Regions from separate parts of the Mus musculus genome. Here region 1 is linked to region 2. The links are chromatin contacts, called in public Hi-C maps. All regions are on one chromosome and are shown on one strand. Each heading gives the region's core, a stretch centred on a gene start, on an enhancer-like site or on the middle of the called end of the contact. The rest is flanking DNA. Distances are from core to core; before and after follow the strand shown.

The links. Hi-C and Micro-C count contacts between places; a contact is called where the count stands out from the background.
Region 1: a Hi-C map of uterus shows a contact between it and region 2, with 4 times the contacts expected there. The contact joins the promoter of Chd9 here to the enhancer-like site in region 2. A contact is called at or near these places in 1 of 39 promoter capture datasets (macrophages), 2 of 15 datasets of contacts at CTCF or cohesin (CD8 T cells and embryonic stem cells), 27 of 484 Hi-C or Micro-C datasets (B cells, CD4 T cells, CD8 T cells and 14 more), 6 of 115 datasets of contacts at active chromatin or transcription factors (the 230-238 cell line, double positive thymocytes, effector CD8 T cells and 2 more) and 3 of 9 other capture datasets (adipose tissue, liver and pancreatic islet).

The regions. Positions count from the first base shown.
Region 1 is chr8:90,826,967-90,830,400 of GRCm38.p6, forward strand. It overlaps Chd9 (chromodomain helicase DNA binding protein 9), which reads left to right and starts at 1,869. Exons shown (of 40, transcript NM_177224.2): 1 at 1,869-1,948.
Region 2 is chr8:90,793,662-90,797,063 of GRCm38.p6, forward strand. No RefSeq gene overlaps it. Among named protein-coding and RNA genes, the nearest start is that of Gm19935, 22 kb to the right of the region's middle. Within about 2 kb of position 1,885, at least 177 of the 459 cell types and tissues checked have an H3K27ac peak or open chromatin away from gene starts, as enhancers often do. A contact at or near this core is called in the 230-238 cell line, B cells, CD8 T cells and 15 more, where this site is marked.

The DNA.
Region 1 (3,434 bases), core at 619-3,118, 33 kb after region 2:
CAACCATGACTTAACCTCTCCAGGTAGCTATCAACCCCAGTGGTTCCTCAGCTGGGTGTGACCTTCCTGTCCACCTCCCTACTCCACGCTGGTATTGTGTCTGCTTTGTCTCGCTCACTGTGGTGTGCAGGCTGTAAGTGTGGGAGAGCTTTTGTGGTGTTCTTGAGTGGATCCCTTGTCTGCTCAGTGTCTGAGGTATAGAGACTCAGTTAATATTCACTTAAAGAAGAAACAGGCCAGGCAGTAGTGGAGCACACCTTTAATCCTAGCACTTGGGAGGCAGAGGCAGGTGGATTTCTGAGTTTAAGGCCAGCCTGGTCTGCAGAGTGAGTTCCAGGACAGCCAGGGCTACATAGAGAAACCCTGTCTCAAAATAACAAAGAAGAAGAAGAAGAAGAAGAAGAAGAAGAAGAAGAAGAAGAAGAAGAAGAAGAAGAAGAAGAAGAAGAAGAAGAAGAAGAAGAAGAAGAAGAAGAAGAAGAAGAAGAAGAAGAAGAAGAAGAAGAAGAAGAAGAAGAAATAAAGGTTGCATGAGTGCATTAAATAATCCAGCATTTAAAAATAATCCACTAAAAATTATATACTTGCATACTGTGTGTGTGGCAAGTGCCTATACCTGCTGAGACATTTCCCAGGCTAGCCTGGAGTTTACTATGTAAACCAGACGCTGCTTCTGACTCCCGAGTACAACCAATCACCACTCCGGCAATTTTTTGTTTTTTCTAAATCCACTATTTTTTTTAAGGGATTCATTATACTTTTTTTAAAAAAGATTTATTTATTTATTATATGTAAGTACACTAGCTGTCTTCAGACACACCAGAAGAGGGAGTCAGATCTCGTTAGGGATGGTTGTGATCCACCATGTGGTTGCTGGGATTTGAACTCAGGACCTTCGGAAGAGCAGTCGGGTGCTCTTACCTGCTGAGCCATCTCACCAGCCCTAAATCCACTATTTTTGTAACACTGTCCACTATGTCTTAGTTAGAAGAAAATACTGAAACCTGCTGGAAAGGACCGGCCTGAAGATCCCCTCAGCTCTACAATGCGTGGTAATAGGACTTCCGTGGACAGTGGACTTCATTTAGCGTCATCTGATCTTAATTATCAGCTAATTAGTTCTCAGCCTGGAGCAGTTCTCCCTCCAACCAGGGAGACATTTGGAAACCCAAAGGGGTGTTTTTGGCGTCACAGTGATGAAGGAGGTTGTTGCTGGAATGTGAGGCTAAGGAGTCAGGGATGCCAGGCGACCCGCCAAAGACATGCTAATGAGCCTCCGGAAGAAACACCACCTGGGTGGCCAAATCCCAAGGGTTCTAATTGTGTCTCCGGGACTCCACCCCCGTACTGGTACAGACAGGGTTGTTACAGACAGGTCAGCAGAAGGTAATGGAGGCATCAGAAAACCAGGGAAAGGGTGGGAGGTGACGTGAAGGACTGCTGATAGGGATAGGCATCCCTGGGCTTGAAATAAACCCAGTCCGTGGCATCCTCGGATGCTCCCAGGGTGTTTAAAGGAGAAGCCACGCCAGACTAGGGCGTACTGAAAGCTGACGGTGGAAAGGAAAGATCCATGAGCCCTGCCAGGAAAATCCCAGGGTGGATCCCAGGTCAGAGGCCCAGACCTGACAGCTCCTCCACGCCTCCAAGAAAAAGTACAACAAATTCCGTTCCCCACGCTCCCCAAGGGGTGAAGGTGGTGCAGCCCAGGCCAAATCTGCGCCCCCCCCCCGGGCTCCGCGGTGTTGGAAGCCACCAGCGTGGGAAGGCCCAGCTGCATTTCCGCCCTGCACTGCGCTCGCACCTCCCAGCCCCTGCCCGCGCTACCATCTTACGGCCACTAGGTGGTGCCTGCGCTCTAGTGGCGCCTGTCTGGCGCCGGCGAGGGAGACAGATGGAACCAGAGTCCTAGGGTTCCGGGGACTGGAGGACAGCGCCGGCAGCTAAGGTAAGGATTCCTCGGGCGTGTCCCTAGAATGTCTGAGGCTGGGGTGGGTTGGCCGCCGCGCAACCTCGTTTGTGGTTTGCATTGATGACCAACGAGGACAGAGCGGCCACATGTGCTGTTGCCCCAAGAGGACCTGGAGCCCCGCTGTCCCAGAGCTGGGCCTAAGCTGAGCAGAACCCCAGGTCCCTGGCTCGCACTCAGACATCCTTCACGAGCCTGGGCCTCCGGAAGGCACGCCCAGCCCCCACACAGCAAGTCTTCAACACAGAAAGGTGGGACTGCTGTCCTAGGGTGCCTCCAGTTGAGCTGAGGGGAGAACAGGATCGCAGCACTTCTCAAACTTGGGCATGCATTGATTGTTGGTTAAGGGATAGTAAGGCATGCTGCTGTCTGGGTTCCATGCCTCCACCCCCACCCCGAGCCCCAGATGTAATTGGTTTGAGTTGGACGTGGGGAGCTTTTATTAAAAACTTCCCCCAGGGGATTCCAGCTTGCAGCCAGATTCAAGGGCTCTTTGACCAAAAGAGTTAGAGAAGACCCTATTACAAGCCCGGAAGGCTTCTCTTCCCTCCCCCTCCCTCTTGCCTTTTCAACCAGCAATTGCCTCTGCCTTTGGGCTGTCAAACTCAGTGTGACAAGCCAACACCCTACCCCAAAGGGTGGAACTCAGAAGTGCCAGAGAAAAGAGAGCCAATCAAATCATGTACAGTATGAAAGGGTTCCCCAAGTGGATAGGAGGAGAGAGGGGTTCTCCCCCACTCTAATCCCAGATGAGTGCAGGAGTGGATCCAGGCTGCACTCATCCTTCTGATCAATGGAGCCAAGCACACCCGGGGGCGGGGGGGGGGGGTGGACGACGACTTTGTAACTAGTAAAAAATGGCCCCGTGAATCTTATGTAACAGCCAAGTGTTAGCAGCAGGAGCCTGGACTCTCCAGAGCCAGCCCTCCCTTATTTGTGTCTTTAAATAAACTCACTCAATCACCCTCACTTTCAGTTTCCACATCTATGGAATGGGTACAGAGGTATAAAACTCTCAAGAGTTGCTATGGGAACGATTAAGACTGAAAGCCTGTGTTTACAGATAGTAGTTCTGTGCCAGGCACAGTTCATCCTGTGCACCATCACAACTCTTATCATAATCCACAGAGTAGCAGGTACTGTAGACAGAAGTAACCCATCTGGGAGCTAAGATACCCCACTTTGATGTCCCAAAAGCTGGGACTTAGGAACCAAAGGGCTTGCTGGAAGTTATCAACATGATCAGAGGCAGACTAGGAGCTAGGAATGTGGCTTTGTTGCTAGAGTGCTTGCTAAGTATACATGAGACCCTAGGTTCTCTCTCTCTCTCTCTCTCTCTCTCTCTCTCTGTCACACACACACACACACACACACACACACACACCACACATACACACACACACACACACACACACACACACACCAAGCAGATACCTAGTCCAGGGGTGAACCCATGGTCACGAGC
Region 2 (3,402 bases), core at 635-3,134:
TGCCTGTTCTTGAGAGCCAGTCTATGCAACTTCTAGGACGAGCGTCTTCTTGACATTCCTGAGTGTTCCTAAAATGGCTCATGCTTGCTATCCTGGCTGTGTCTGCTCAGCACAGTTAAGGAAGGTGACAACAAGCTGTCTCTCTGCACACGACACGAGGGATTACAAAGGAGACATCTTTGGCTTCTGGATTCCAGAGTTTTCTCCATGGCCCCAAAATCCCTGCTCTGAGAATGTGCAAGACATCCATGCTCAGGGCTGCCAGGCTGGCCTGCATCTCTTTGCCTCTCCTGCCCTCTAGTGGTCACTCCCCATGCTGATCTTTCCACACCATTTTTTTGCTACTGAGTTTTAAAATACAAAACCTGTAAAGAAAATTCTTGCAAATGTATCCAATGCTCAGTGGAACTTCATCTAGCTTTATATGTATTCGACATATCTATTTCTATATGTAGCTTTAAGATACCTTAAGGCTGGACTTATAGTTAAGTGATAGAGCACTTCCTTACCCAGCATACACAAGATCCCAGGTTTTATTCCCCCAGCACAATAATAATAAACTTACCTGTGCATTCATGTACCAGATGCCAATCCCACAAGCTAGGCCCTCTTCAGGAGAATCACAAGTTCAAGGCCAGTTTGGTCTATATAGCTAGTTCTAGGCTAGCTTGGACTTTAGAAGGAAAACCTAGTGTGTGTGTATGTGTGTGTGTGTGTGTGTGTGTGTGTGTGTGTGTGTGTGTGTGTGTGTGTGTGTGTGTGTGTGTGTGTGTTCTATTTTAAGTGTGTGTGTGTGTGTGTGTGTGTGCGTGTTCCATTTTAAGTATATTTTATAAACTTATTACATGTTATTATATTAACATATTATATATAAATAATAAGTTAAAATGTAGCTTTTATGTTCATGAAGCCCTAGCTAGAACGACTAAGAGTAAAAGTTCTAGTCAAATGTTCAGTGCAGTTGATGGTGCTGCAGAGGATACAGGGGATGCCCTAGAGCGTCCTGAAAGGCATCCTGGGAAAGTGAGAGTGAAAATATGAAGGGTGAGGGACCAGAGCTATGATGGCAAAAAGCCAGGGAGTTAGCAAGTCAAAACTTCTGTGTCCAGGGAGAGTAGGATGAGCTTGAAGAAGGGAACATAGAGCTGTGTGGCTGGAATGTCAAACACTGGAGCCTGGGATGGTGGGAATACAGACGGGAGGACTACACGGTGGTCTTCGTGTGAATCTTTGTCTTTATTAAGATGAACCGTTCATTCTCCCTTTCCTCTCTCCCTTCCTAGCCCCCTCCTTCTTCCTGTCTTCCCTTCCTCACTCTTCTTCCTTTCTCCTTCCTTCTTTGCTTCCGGTTGTAAACCCTGGCTGCCCCTTGGGACCATCTAGTCAAAACCTCAGCCAGCAAGATCATTAGGGCTAGGATGAGCATCTCTGGTTTTTAAGGTCTCCCTGGGTGATTCCAGTGTGTGGCTCCAGGAGAAGCCTCCTGGAGACCTAAGAAAGCCTGAATTGTTCGCTTGCCTTTTCCTCCCTCTAGTGACTGTTCTGTGCTCCTAAATCTGCTCTAAACCTGCAGGCAGATGTTACCTCCAAGAAGGTAAATTCTCCTGCCTGACTCTCCACCAGATAGTTGAAGTTTTGAAACAGCGCCCAGGGTGCTGGAAACCCTCAGACCCCAGCCATCAAAGACCTGCGTGGAGGACAGGGAGCTGTGTATACAAATATGTCCAGCCCGGAAGAAACTAAAAACCCTACAGCCTTTCACTCTTTTTACCCTGCCCCTGGAGGAAGCAGGGCCAGCCCCGCCCACACTTCCTTCTCCCCACCGCACCCCACCCCCACCATCCCTTGCCTCTGTTCCATTCTGTCCCCTAGGTGGTGCCAAAGAGCAGTGAGCCTGTTTTCTGTTTTGTTGTACTTTGATCAAGATTAGATCTCTGTTTTGAAAAAGCCCCACTACCGGCAGGTGGAAGAGGGTTTGAAACTGGACCATAGCATCAGAGGAGAGCAGGTCAAAGCCATTAGTAACGCAATTCTGGTGCGAGGTGATGGTGTCATGGCCGCTCTGACTGTAGCAGAAAAAGAAGAGTCACATTGTAGAGAGTGTTGGCTTCCTGTTGGCTTGCACACAGCAGCCAGCTCAGAGAGGAGAGGGATGCGTCAGGGATGTTTTTAGATTCTTGTTTGAATAAACAGATGGGTGTTGGAGTCAGTTCCTGGGGCAGGGAACAGAGGAGCAGATTTCAGGGGTGGAAAATAAGAAAAGTACCAGGGTGGTTATGAACAAATTCAGGATAATGGGCTACAAGAGCCAGGTCACTGTACTCATTTGTGCAGTAAATAATCCAGGCGTGACGGCAGGTGCCTGGAATACCGTGCTTAGGAGAGATGGAGGCAGGGAAACCTAGCTCAAGTTCATCCTTGGATATATAAGGAAGCTTGAGCTAGAGACCTTGTTTCAAAAACACACGCATCCTCACATGGATACACACATTTTCAGCCCTTCGTAATTATCAGGCACAGATTTAAGCTTTTCTCCTTCGAGAAGTTAGACTGGAGCTCGTCCTCTGGTCTCTGGGTAGGACCCTGCCTTACTTCTGCCAGTTGAAAATCCAACAAGGATTTAGCCAGTTCATTCTCAGAGCTGACCACACAGGAGGCACAAAAACCACAATGTTCCTCTTGACTTAAAGAGTTTGTGTCTCTGGGGAGTTTGTATGTTTCTCTTGCCTTCCTGGCCTCAAGTTTATAATCCTCCTGCCTTAAGTCTTTCCAAGTGGTAGGATTACAGAACACCAAGCTTGGCAGAAGATTCCATTTCTGACCTGCTTTTCTGACCTTGACAAAGTAAACTTTTTCTGAAAGTTAAAAAAACAAACAAAACAAAACAACTGGAACCTAGAAACCACATTCACCTGGGACATGACAGTAAAACTGTTCAGGTCTGAAGAAAGGAAACCCACTGTCCTGTTGTCTCATCCATGAACCACAGGAAATATTTCTCCCTGTAAGTCACAGACCTTAACACAAAAGGGCTTTGAGACAGAAAGGACAGTGGGCTTCATCTCAGCACTTTGGAAGTGACAACAGAAGGAGAGTAAGTTCCAGGCTAGCCTGCTGTACGGAGGAAGACTGTCTAAAACTAAAAAAGACAGGAAGGAAATAAAGTACTGTGAGTAACTGAAGAAGAGAAAGTTCTTGGAGTCCCTGAGCAGCAAAGTCAAAGAGCCAGAAAGGCAAAGAGGAATCAATAGAAACCATCTAGCCAGTCTTTCCCAGAGTGATTTCCTTGGAACACTGCCTCCTAAAGAATACAGAAATTTAAGTGCTGTTTGATATCAGGATTTTAAAAGGTTGGAAAGCCACCTGTGGTTTGTCGAACCTCTTAGAACTTCAAAGTATATA